Regions from separate parts of the Mus musculus genome. Here all the other regions are linked to region 1. The links are chromatin contacts, called in public HiChIP or PLAC-seq maps. All regions are on one chromosome and are shown on one strand. Each heading gives the region's core, a stretch centred on a gene start, on an enhancer-like site or on the middle of the called end of the contact. The rest is flanking DNA. Distances are from core to core; before and after follow the strand shown. Region 1 has its middle 17 kb from the start of 9330102E08Rik. Region 2 overlaps Tspan9 (tetraspanin 9). Region 3 overlaps Tspan9 (tetraspanin 9). Region 4 overlaps Gm10069 (predicted gene 10069).

Region 1 (2,868 bases), core at 339-2,838:
AAATGTCCCTAATCTTGAAAATCTGAAATTCTCCAGAACTTCTTGACTACTACGATGCAGCAAACAAAAACTTTCATACAGATGAAACACTTTTGCATAAATTAAAAATATTTTAATTACCTTCACACTATTGATTTCCTTATGCAATAAACCTTTCTTCCAGGAAAAAAAAAATGCCCTTTAAGATACACTTAAAAGTTACAGTTCTATTAGTCTTTAAGGCACAGATGAGAAATGTCTTGAAAAATAATCCCAGAACAGGATGACTCAAGAACACTGGCTTTTCTTCCAGAGGACCTGGGTTCAATTCCCATCACCCACATGGCAGCTCATGTCTGTAACTCCTGTTTCAGGGTTCCAAGGGTTCATACATACATATATATGTCATAACACCAAAACACATAAATAATTTTTTTTAAAAAACCAATGAGTTTTTGTGGATAAGTTACCTGGATGCCCAAGAAATGAAATCTTTTAATAAGCTCTCCTGGCCGATGGCTAGTCACCTTGTTTGGCTGTACATCCTCTAAGGATTAAGTAGTCCTGTTGTGGTACTGAAGGGAATGGAGGATGAAATGAAATTGATGAATGAAAAAATAATATATAGTAAAATGTTAGTAGGATTTATGAAGGAGCCTAAAATTATAACCATAGGAGGCAAATCTAAGTAAAATGATGAGTCTTAACTTTTGTCATCTCAAAGGCATTTTAAATTATCTTAATAAACCCTTGGAGGCAGGGACTAAATATAATTCACACCACTCTTAGTTTTGGGGAGCGACTTTCATCTACATCCTGAATAGCTGGTGTTCCACTCTTTGCCATGGTCCTGACAAAAGAAAGTCTATTGAGGTTTAGCACAAAACTGGGTTGCCTGAAAGAAGACATCTACAGCCTTGTGGCTTTGCCTTGGTGCTTGGTGCATTTGGCATATTGCTGGCACTGCCTGTGGACGTTAGCTCCCGCCCATGCCCCAGCCCCGGGCACAATCCCTACATAAAAGTGGTACCCCAGAGCATTACCTTCTGAGGCCACAAGCCAGCGAGCCCTAGACTAACGGTGCCTAAGGCCACTTTAGCGGACAATCCCAGATTGATCCTTCAGGAGGCGACCAGTAACGGTCCCCGGAGGGGGAGGGGTGACTCTACTGTCTGGGAAAGGGGTTCCGCTCCGAGCGGCTGACAGTGCCTTCCTGAGTCCGACGGGGTCTCTACGGCCGATCCGCTGCACCTACAACCTCTCCAGGGCCGCCCTGGCCTCCTCTCCCCTGGACTACGAGCTCCGTGTGCGAGAGGCCGCGTTACGAGTGGACGCTCCGAAATGCGACTCTGCTTCCTTGCTGGGTTATCACCGCTGCCCGGAGCCACCGGCTTCCCACCCCTACCCAGTGGAAGCTCACTGCCGGTCGCGTGCAACCTGAGGACTGCTGGAAGGACCGGTGAGCGCTGGGAGAGGAGCGCTGGCACGTGGGAGGCGGGGCCTCGGTGTGACGCCAGCGGCTGAGGGCGGAGCTCAGGGGTCCAGAGGGCAGAGCCCGGATGTGGAGAAATAGACTGAGGGCGGGGCTTGGTGCGCGAGAGGCGGAGCCCGGTGGGGAGCAACAGGACGAGGGCGGAACGTAGGCAGGCAAGAGGCGGAGCCCGGGCCTGAGGCACCAGTCTGTGGGCGGTGCTTGTTGCTCGAGAGTGGTGCAATAACTGAAGGATAAACTTAACAAAGTGTGAGAGGCAGAGCCCAGGGATTCAGTGGTCAGCTTGGGGTGGAGTTTAGAACTGCCAGACTCTGTCTGTGGCCAGTGCCCAAGCTAGTCGTTCTAGACCATGGCTGGGAAGGTAGGAGCTGTGGCTGCTGTTTCCCGACTCCTCCGGGCAGGCGCAGACCAAAGCGATCTATACCTCCGGAGCACACCACATTCCCACCCACCCAGCCGAGCTACGGAAACTCGCGGGGGCTCAGGGGGTCATAGTTGAAGTCCCTCAGTGGGATTTGGAAGGTGCGGGTCCTAGTGTGGGAGGTGGATGGAGAGTTGACTCCGTGGTTAAAAGAACCTTGCAGAGGACCTGGGTTTTATTCTCAGCATCCAGGTCGAGACTCACCTAGGGTGGGAGGGAATGGAAGGCATCATGGGAGAGGTAGTGGAAAAGCAGAGAGATATGAGAGCCCTGACGTTTGTTGCGAGGCTAGGATGGTTCTGATGGAAAATGTTGAAAATGAACTTTATGGGCACAAGAAACAAATAACTGTACGACGATGAGTTGTAAAATCCCTTAAAGTTTCAAACATTGGTGTTAAACTCCTCAAGTATATATTAAAAGTGAGCTTTTTAATTCAGTCAGGAACTCCCAGTAGGGGGCGCGCTGTGCCCTAGCTAGGTGAAAGTGAGACTCAAAGATTTGTTGGGCCAAAGTTTTTACTTTGAAGATTACCAGCTAGAAGCAGCTGATCATAATCATGTTCTGCTTTGAAGTGCGTGCTTTACCCTCCACTAGAATTGATATTTTGTTTTTATCTTTTCATTTTCGTGATTGGAAGGTTTTTTGTGGTTACTGGTATTGTAGGTTGGCAGAGTGCTGGCTCCCCATCAGTGAGGTCCTGGATTCAGTCCCAGCTCTGAAGAAAAACAGATGTACTTGAAAACTTGTTTTTGAACCTCGATATTGTTTATCTGGATATGTTTAAATATATGCTATATAATGTAGTTGGTATGGAAGAATTATTTCAAAGAGAGAGTAAGTCAGTTCTATCTTTTTGAACGTGCAAAGAAACCTAATAACCTATTTCACTTTCGCCTTATTCTTTTTTTTTTTGGGGGGTGCAGCGAACTTTATTGATGGTATTCAAGAGAGTAGGGAGGGCTCCCTAGGCCCC
Region 2 (2,930 bases), core at 82-2,581, 210 kb before region 1:
TTGGTGCTTGGGTCAAAACCACAAAGTGTCTCACTGTACTTTGCACATGAGTGCTGGGCAGCACGGCTCAGGGTCTCAGGCTTGTGTGGCAAGGACTACACTTACTGATCCATCAGCCTTGTGGGTGGGTTTTAGGTGTGTGAACGAGGCAGCAGTTTGCGGAGGCTGTGCATCCTCCATGAAGCCCAGAGGACAGAACAGGGACCAAGCGATAAAACCTATGAGGCAAGAAATGACTTAACTTCTCTTGCCCAGAGACCAGAGCAAATCAACGTGTTAGCTAAGCAGGGGGCCCTGCCATTAGGGGGTCTAAGGAAAGCCCAGGGCTCTCTTTCTGGACAGGAGCTGCTCTGGCCCCAGCCACCTCTTACTCTGCATTTCTGTATTCTACCATTGGTTCCCCGGCTCACCCACCTCTGTACTCTGAGACTATGTGTGGTGCTGACTGACCCAGGACTCCTGGGGTATATGAAAAATCACTGCCCGGGGTCCCCATCTTTTAAGCTAGTGTCCTTTGTAACTGAAGAATCTCCTTCACATCTCTATTAACACCAACAAGTGAGCAGCGGCTCGCTCAGGAGAACAGAATTGGGGGTGGCGGGGGGGGGGGTGGAGAGGAGGATTTTAATGTCCACTGATTTATCCCCCTCAGTTCTTCCTTACACATTAGATTTATATTCAGATGTGAACTTTTATTTTTTTAAGCACCGACTTCCTGCTGGCGTGGTGGTACACACCTATGATCCCAGCACTTAGAAAACTGAGGCAGAAGGGAATTGAATTCAAGTCAAGTTTGGGCTACGTACTGAGACCTTGTCTCAAAAAATCCCTAAGAAGAAAAGAATAAAGCAAAGAAAGAACCAACATCCTTTCCTTTATCTCGAGCCTGTCCATCATTCAAGATCAGTTACTCACAACCAGCCTGTCCCCTCCTCTTTCTTACAACCAGGGACCCTCACACAGAACATTTTTTTTCTCATCTCTACCCCCTGGGCTCTGGAAGTTAGCCCAGGCACAGGTATGTACTAGTTCTGCACCTAGATCTAAGATGACCCCCAAAGCCCAGACGTAGGAGGGGGAAGGAGAGAAGAGAAAAGTTCAGGTGTGAACAGCTTTCTCCTGCTTTCTCCCCAACGCTACTCCCAGGCCCAGGCCCCTTCTCCTGGGCAGCCTAACATGCACTGTTATCAACCTGGGTATTCCCCAGACCTGGAAGGTTACAGCAGGCACGGAAGGCTAAGAGCCCAGCTTCACATACCTCAAGGGCTATGTCATGGCACCAGGAAAGGCTCTGAGTCACAGATATGGTCCTTGATCCACCCTCTTAAGACAGTGTATTTGACTGCCAACAAGCTGGCCTCAGCATGAGCAAGCTGGCCTGGGTGACAGAGCAGGGATGAGACAGAGCTCCTGGCTTCTCTAACCAGCGGGACAATCTTGGATGCACAGCACATGGCTGACAGAGAGAAGGTCAGAGGTTCTCAGTTCTGGGTGCTCTGACAGGAACAGGAAATCATTTCATACAGGAAACACACCAGACACCCTCAAGAAAGCTGTAGACGTGAGCCACGGGGCGACTCTACTGTGGTGGGGGACTGGATCAAAGTGTGCACAACCACGGACAACGAGAAGAACCACACAACCCTGCCTAGCGGATCTCAAAATATAACCTCAGGCTTCTCACGAAGCCAGCCAACACCATCTGAACACAAGCAAAGGGCAAGCCGGCTTTTCATGAAGGCAAGAGGCTTGTCACCATGCTGATGGCACAGGCTCTATGAAGGGAGCGTGGACACACCCATCATGGGAGAACCAGCAGATGGCCCTTTCCCACCCTGCTCAATTTACAGGTCACCATGGCCCAGGGAGGTGTTCTGAGCTCGTGTGGCAAGTTGAGGATACATCATACCCCACCTTTCTCCACGTCCCTCCACCTCAGCTAGGCTGGGACCCAATGTCCCTTGCTCCACTGCTGGAACACGCAAATGCTTTGAGAAAAAGAAAACTGAAAACTATTTCTCTCCTGTGGCAGAAGTCAATGCTCCCTTTCTACTTTGAGGATGGAGGCCCAGGAACTGCTCTAAGGACATCCTCCCTGGCCTCTGCACCTCCCTTGGCCAAGCCCTGAGAGGCAGAAATGAGCCTGGCATCTTCCAGATCACTCTACCAAACTGGCAGGTGCAAGAAATGTGCTTTGGTCCAGGCGTCTGCTTGCGTGCTTGCTTGCTTGCTTGCCTGCCTGGCAGCTCAAGGATGGCCCAATCAGAGTGTTGAAGAGTTCCAGAACCAGGCGCTGCCAGCAGGAAACAAAGGCATAGGACCTCCTGGGGATGGAGGGGAGTGGAGTGGTACCTAAGGACGCTGGCAGTGTCTTCATCTCTTCATCTCAGGATCTCTTAGCGTCTATACAGAAATTACTCTACAGCATGAACATCCTATGGCTTCTTCTAAGAGCAGTGTGGCCTCTAGAAGTCAGGGATACCCAGAATGGAGGAACCGAGGTGCAGAGTAGAAATGAGTGTTTGGTGTCACTGGAGCTCAGGGCTTCCTGCTGCGAGGCCAGGCTGGGCTCACAGCCCTCCAAAGGAATGAGGAACAGAGCCCTGGAAAGGAAGACCCTTAGGGCTCCCAACTGGCGGGAAGAAGGTCCTGGTGGTACAAATCTAGTGGACCACATGCTTGCCTTCTGCGCTGTTGGCGTCCGTGGGACCTGGCTCCTGCTGGTCCTTTCTCATCATTTGGCTTTCAAAGTGTGACTAAAGAGACTATCAGCCACATGGTCCCCTTCAGGGGGCTGCTGGGGGGCTCACCATCTGGAGGGCCCCACTGCCACCGATGTTGACTGTCTGCCTGCGGCACAGGGTCGGGTGCAGCGGTGAGAGGGACTTGCCAGCACTCCTCCCAAAGCACACACTGCCTGGTGGCTTCTG
Region 3 (2,978 bases), core at 330-2,829, 230 kb before region 1:
TCTATCAGCCTGTCTCAGGCTTCTTCGTCTCCAAGGAACTTACCCAGCACATGCCTAGCAGGTAAACGGAGGCCCCCAAAGTAATGTGGACAGGCCAAGCTAGCCCTGCAACCAAACTCCCCTCACTGCTAGCCACATACTAACCGCCCACATCTCATCTTCAGGTTGGCTATACTGACTGACTGGTCAAGTTAACGCATATTTCTGCCCCCAGGTAGGACATCCACACAGGCACCCATTTCTCCAGGGCCACGGCTGCTCCAAATTCACCCATGTCTGGGTACTCTATCCCCATCTAGTCAGACTCCATATCACCTCCACCCACCCAGCCCTTCACAAGGGGAAAGATGGGCCCTCCCAGAGTGGACTGATCCAGGGCGTGGTCATGAGTTCATGCTAGCCCCCTCCCAAGGCTTCTGTCGTAAAAAAAAAAAAAAAAAAAAAAAAAAACAGCTCCTTTTGAGGATCAGACTCGTGCTCTTCCATTGTCCTTCCACCACCGGACCCAGAAAATACTTGGAACACTGAATGTTTCTTCAGCGACTGGTGGGTAGGTGGGTGGGTAGGGGGTTGAGTGGGTGGGCGAGCTCAGGAACGGGGGCACATGCACATCCACATTCCCACTCAAGAAAGAAGCTCCCTCTAAACCCTGGCCTCTCCACTCCTGGAAGCCCCAGTACCCCGTCAGGAACTCCTAACATGGTGTTCCCAGCCTAGCACACAGCCCTGCACACCACTGGCCTTTTCAGCCTCACTACCTCCTATACCTGAAGAGAGCTGCTGCAGACATGGTCTCTGAGTGTAGATTCCAGCAGCAGCGCTACACCATCCCCGGGCCTCTGAAACCCCTCTTGGACAGCAGGAGACATGGGAACACGAGGGCTCCCAGTGCCCAAGACATAATGGCAGTTAATAAATTAGCAGATAAGGCAAAAAAGAGAGACAATCCTGACAATTTTAATTGCACCACCTGACACACTGGCTCCTTTTAAGAGCCCTGCCTGGCCCTGAAAGAGGACAACCTGCTAAGAACTTTGCAGTGGGGAGCAGAGAGGATTCGCTCCACTCACCAGGGTGGGAGAGGGGCTACTACTTTGTATTGCAAGCGGCCCTCTTTCTCTGCAGCTCATTCATTCTCATAGCCATAAAGAGAGGCAGACGGGCTGCTGGCTGGTGAGGAGGGGAGCCGGGGAGCACGTTTCCAACTCCATACCCATGGAAAAGAAAGGACAAAGGCAGAGTCTTCTGCCAAAGTCACCCAGCCAGCAGGAGGATGGTGGCTGCAGAGATTTGCTAGGGCCAGAGGGGAGGCAGCCATGAAGCGCCCCCCTACATCTGATCTGAGCATTTGCCTGCAGTCTGCATTCCAGTTCCCTCCATATAACTCCAGGGAAGGAGTCTATTAACTGTAGATCCCACTTCCCTGTGGCTAACATGCATCAGTCCTCATTTCCGAGAGGCTCACCAGGAACGAGTGTGACAGGCCTTTAAATATTTGAGCATGTGTACTTAGCAACGCTCTCTCCCAAGTCTCCTGGCCTAGGAAAGGGCTTTTACATCCTTCACCTCTGAGTCACCCTCTGCTGCTCATCTGTCTCACAGTGAAAGTCACTCTAGCTGGAGGGAACGGGCACTGCTCCCCTCCCACCCTCGGAGCTGAGCTCTGCACTTCTCGCATGGGCACAGCCCGTTGTAAGCGCCATTGGTTTGACTGGTGGCCTCGGCAGCTTGGCTGCCTGTTGAGTGTGTGCAGAATTTCAAACTGAATAGGACCACTCCTTGGCCATTCTTCACTGGATGTTGTTCTCCTCACAAGCTCCAATTTCTTCACAGCTCCACTCCACAGTCCCCAGCTCAGGGGTGACAGGGAGATCACACCCATATTTCTAAGCCTAATTTTCCTCCAAATAAACATTGCATAAGGCACCTGCAACCTACAACCCAGTTACATTTTGATGATTCCAGCATGGGCTAGTTCTGTACAGACACTAAGAATACTGTGCTTGGTGTGTGTGTGTGTGTGTGCGGTGGCACTCGGGGCTTGCTGTCCTCTTGTCTCTGGGAGGGTCCTGGTGCCTTTGTTGGAGTATGACTCATCTGATGGGACGCTGGGGTCTGGCTTTGGCATATGGAATCAGTGCCTTGCTCTCTACATGGGGTTGGTAGGGTTCAAGGGTGAGCAGATTCAATCTGGATCTGTCCTGGGCTTCACTGAAGGGTGCAGGAAGATGCCGGTCCTAGAGAGCAAAGGGCAAGGACTGTTTGCCACCTACCCTGTGTTGTTCCAACACAGCCCTTAAAGACAGGCTCACTACCCCCAGGAGGAAAGGGCGCCTGCTCAGGGAGGCTCCCCTGATGCACACCCTTCCCAGGCCCATCAGCTTTCTCAGAAGCTAGTGTCTCTCCACCTGTTGAAATGGGCTGTAGTGTCCCATGTGGCACTAAGATGGGTGGGGGTGTCACACCTGCCCCCAAGGGTGCCCGTGCCCCGAAAGCAAAAAGCTTGAGGATCGGCTCCCAGAAGGGCCACAAGATGATGTGTGGCTGGGACGGCAAAGAGCCCCAGATGACACAGAGCACCTGCCAGCCGTGTATAGGGAGAGCGATCACTCAACAGTCCATAAACATTGATTACTACTGCTGCCCCTCCCACACTGGTGCACCCTGGCAGAAGCGCGCTTTCTTCCCAATCAGGCACCTTCTAGGCCAAGAGCTCTGCCTAGCCTGGTAGCCACCGGCTTCAGGTGAGATGGGGCTCGGCAGGTGTCAGGGAGAAGGTATACCAGGGCATACTTGTATGACTCTGTGTTCCCCGGTTTTCACCAATCCAACCAGTTCCCGCTGGTTCTTGGCAGCAAGAGTCAGGGTCTGAGTCCCCAGACTGAAAGCTTCACTCGACAGGCACACAATTGTTCCTCGGATTGTTGTCCCTGCAGCTTGGAATGCACAGGAGATCATGGGCTAACACATACAGGGCA
Region 4 (3,145 bases), core at 143-2,642, 250 kb after region 1:
AGGTCAGCCTGGTCTACAGAGTGAGTTCCAGGTCATCCAGGGCTACACAGAGAAACCCTGTCTCAAAAAAACCAGAGAGAGAGAGAGAGAGAGAGAGGCGCAAATGGTCCCACCTTGTTCCATGAGCCACACTGATGCTGTCAGCAAGGGAGTGGGAATCTGGGAGGCCAAAGCCACCACCTCCCTGGGCTCTCCAGCTCATTTGATTGCTCAGTGTGTTCACCTCCCACCCCCTAGGGCTTGCTCACTGGTACTATAGGAAGATGGCGTGGGTAAGCCTGTGACTTAGTCTTATCAATATTTTACCTTATGCTGTATCCTGAAAAGACAGGGACCTAGTGTTGGAGTGAGATTGGGGTCAGGACTGTAGCACAAGATTCCAGAATACACTGCTGTGCAGAACCTGGAACAGTATACAGTTGTCCTCTATATCACCCCAGTCCTGGTGGCACACTACCCAACAGTAGGACTATGGGCTACGTGGTTACTCATGTCCTTTTGCTTCAGCACCAGGACTTCAAGATGCCTCCAGGCCAGTGGTGACTTTCCTGTTTTTTTCCTTCTATCTTCCTTTGGGTAGCTCAGAATCAAGTCTTGGAGGACTACTTCCCTGATCGGTCCTCCTGAGTAAGAGTTCTTTTCTTCATTGCATATGTCTGGTGTTCAGTGACTGTCATTGCATTTCAGTTTATCCTGGGGACCGGTCTCACAGTTCTTCAGTTGTCAGAGTTATGGGTGGGGCACATGTCTTGCTTTTGAATAAGATTACCAACTTCTGGGCTCAAATCGGAGATGCCTGGGGCTTGGGACAGTTAGGATCCTCTGCTAAGTGGAGCAGGCTTTCTGTGTAGCAGGGAGGGTTGCTGTGTGTAAGTGACCCATCCCATCAGCAGGCGCTCCTCTGCTTCTCACTTGTTCTCCCTTCATCTGTCTGGTCACTTAGCAAACATCTCCTGTTTTCTGAACTCCCCGTGTGAGCAGTAGAGCATTCAAAGGTAGCTGGGGGTCTCCCTGTCATGGTTGTCCTGAGCATTTAGTTGTGCAGGCGCTTTCCCTGCCTCCTTGAACTTCTTTTGAGTTTGGTTTCAAGCCAAACTCATTAGGCTAACTGAGATGCCTATTAACATAACAAAGCGGAAGCTGGCGGCCAGGTTCTCCCAGCGTCCCTCAGTCCCTACCTGTTTGAGGTCCTCCTGGCTGGCATACCCCACCCGCTACCCTGAGTTCTCCAGCCCAAGTACTGGTCTGGGCTCCCCACCTCCCAGCTCCTCGGGTCCCTGTATAAATCACCAAGTTTGGTTACACCTGTCTCTTGACCCCGGCCGACCCTCTAGGTCTTCAGCTCCTCTCTTCCTGTCCTTCTCCACCTCTTGTCACGTGGCCCGGCTCAGTCTGGCCACTTTCACTCTGGACTCTCACAGATGTCTCATCTCTACCTGTTTTCCCCCTTATATCTATAATAAAAACCTCAGCCCCTTAGGAGCAGTCATGCTCTCCTTTTATTTCTTTTTTTCATTCAGTTTACAGATGCGCCTCCAATCACAAGCTTCTAATCCATTGTCTCTGTTAGGTGTTAGGCAAATTTCTTACAGTTAGCCCTGCCCTAGGAGCTGAGGCTTTGCTACTTCTTACCGGAAGGGGGCGTGTGAGATCACATGACTTGCTGAAGCCGGGAGATCCTCTTTGGAATCTGGACTTCAGTCAAAGGCTGAAAACCCAGAAGACTAAAGACTCCCCATCTTACCAGAGCGGGTGAGTTTAAATTAAAAGTTGCTAGTGGTTAAGGTTGGGGTCTTAATGTATGAGCAAAAATCACAGTAAACAGTGACTGCCTTCCTTGTTAAAGCAGTAGAGGCAGTAACAGTGTCAACAGGGTAGAGAGAGGAACAAGAAATTCAAAGTATGCTCTTTCACTGGACAGGGTCTCCAACAATTGCTGACACCCTAAACACAGGAACAGTGATCTGACAAAACTGGGAGGCCAACCACTCAGCCCAACTTGTCCCCAACACCGATGTCACAAGCCGAAGGAGAACCCAAACGTTCCTAAAGGGCTCTTAGATCTCACCACAGCTGCTCTTCTTTAGTCCAGAGGTAGACAGTGTGCAGGCTGATAGGCAGAGACAAGGAAGATGGGTAATACTTGAGTCTGGAAGGACAGAAAGATGCTCTCTGTTTTCACCTAATTTTTGAGTTAGTTGCTTAGTGTGATAGGTTTCCTCTTTCAAATTTGTCTTAAAAATATATTCAATGTTCTGTTTTCAAAAGAACAAAACCAAAAATATTCAGTCTTTCTTTGCCATTGATACTCCTATTTGTTGTCTCCAAATCTTCTTGGAAAGCTTAAATTTAAGTGCAATAGTAAACTGACTAGGGTTTGTAGCTCTTAGGAGGTTGAGACTCATTTATGGTAGTCACTGCCTAGTCCTTAACAGTCACATGACCACAGTATGCTTTTGTTGTATGAAAGCCTTTATAAGAACAGAAAGAAATCTCCTGTAGTCTGTGGTCAGTTGGTTTAGATGGCTTTGTTTCCTTGAACCTGGGGGCAGTGGGGCAGACAGCAGCTGTTGACTCTTGTCGACATCATCTGCTAAGAGCAGTGAATGTCTACACTAGAAAGGGAGGCTGACTATGTGAGGGGGGTGTAAATCCACCCAAGTATGAGCATACCTAGTTCCTGTGGGAAGAAATTCATTCTCTATGTTGCAATAATCAGACCCAGCATTTCGTCGGGGATAACATGTATGATGGTAACGTCTTCGCTCATCAGTTTCCTACAGAGTACTGCACGTATGTCACAGGTGGTATTATTGTCAGTGAACTGGGAAAACTCGGTGTAGATCAAGGTACCATACACTGAGTGTGATCCACTTCTGTGGCTCAGCACTCAAGGTCTCAAAGGCCTGTCCGCCATTGCTGACTTAGCTAGCCTTCTGGCTATGTTACAGCCTGAAGCCGGTAGATAACACATGGGTTGTGAATACTCATTGGAGGCTTTTCTGAGTTAGGCCCCAGCAGCCTCTGGGTCTGGTCCCACCTTGTTAAACTCTTGCACAGTTTTTAATCACTCTTTTTCCAGCTCCTGGTTCTGGATCATCTCCTCAAAGGCATAGAACTGTTTCTGTTCTCACCAGTGTGGCTT

What was found. HiChIP or PLAC-seq counts read pairs in DNA pulled down with a chosen protein or histone mark.
Region 2: a FOXA1 HiChIP or PLAC-seq map of pancreatic cancer cells shows a contact between it and region 1. The contact joins two enhancer-like sites. A contact is called at or near these places in 2 of 484 Hi-C or Micro-C datasets (CD8 T cells and Sertoli cells) and 3 of 115 datasets of contacts at active chromatin or transcription factors (embryonic stem cells and pancreatic cancer cells).
Region 3: a contact with region 1 is called in a FOXA1 HiChIP or PLAC-seq map of pancreatic cancer cells. The contact joins two enhancer-like sites. A contact is called at or near these places in 1 of 484 Hi-C or Micro-C datasets (myocytes), 6 of 115 datasets of contacts at active chromatin or transcription factors (embryonic basal ganglia, embryonic stem cells, fibro-adipogenic progenitors and 1 more) and 1 of 9 other capture datasets (adipose tissue).
Region 4: a contact with region 1 is called in an H3K27ac HiChIP or PLAC-seq map of embryonic stem cells, with 5 read pairs. The contact joins two enhancer-like sites. A contact is called at or near these places in 2 of 39 promoter capture datasets (3T3-L1-derived adipocytes and liver), 4 of 484 Hi-C or Micro-C datasets (CD4 T cells, CD8 T cells, muscle stem cells and 1 more), 5 of 115 datasets of contacts at active chromatin or transcription factors (bone marrow-derived macrophages, embryonic stem cells and pancreatic cancer cells) and 1 of 9 other capture datasets (liver).

What each region holds. Positions count from the first base shown.
Region 1 is chr6:128,199,158-128,202,025 of GRCm38.p6, forward strand. It overlaps the pseudogene Gm4691. Among named protein-coding and RNA genes, the nearest start is that of 9330102E08Rik, 17 kb to the left of the region's middle. Within about 2 kb of position 1,589, at least 319 of the 459 cell types and tissues checked have an H3K27ac peak or open chromatin away from gene starts, as enhancers often do. A contact at or near this core is called in CD8 T cells, Sertoli cells, embryonic stem cells and 2 more, where this site is marked.
Region 2 is chr6:127,990,415-127,993,344 of GRCm38.p6, forward strand. All of the region lies in intron 1 of Tspan9 (tetraspanin 9), which reads right to left. Among named protein-coding and RNA genes, the nearest start is that of Tspan9, 43 kb to the right of the region's middle. Within about 2 kb of position 1,332, at least 117 of the 459 cell types and tissues checked have an H3K27ac peak or open chromatin away from gene starts, as enhancers often do. A contact at or near this core is called in CD8 T cells, Sertoli cells and pancreatic cancer cells, where this site is marked.
Region 3 is chr6:127,972,617-127,975,594 of GRCm38.p6, forward strand. All of the region lies in intron 1 of Tspan9 (tetraspanin 9), which reads right to left. Among named protein-coding and RNA genes, the nearest start is that of Gm15870, 29 kb to the left of the region's middle. Within about 2 kb of position 1,580, at least 47 of the 459 cell types and tissues checked have an H3K27ac peak or open chromatin away from gene starts, as enhancers often do. A contact at or near this core is called in pancreatic cancer cells, where this site is marked.
Region 4 is chr6:128,444,684-128,447,828 of GRCm38.p6, forward strand. All of the region lies in intron 2 of Gm10069 (predicted gene 10069), which reads left to right. It also overlaps the pseudogene Stambp-ps1. Among named protein-coding and RNA genes, the nearest start is that of Gm10069, 7.5 kb to the left of the region's middle. Within about 2 kb of position 1,393, at least 36 of the 459 cell types and tissues checked have an H3K27ac peak or open chromatin away from gene starts, as enhancers often do. A contact at or near this core is called in embryonic stem cells and regulatory T cells, where this site is marked.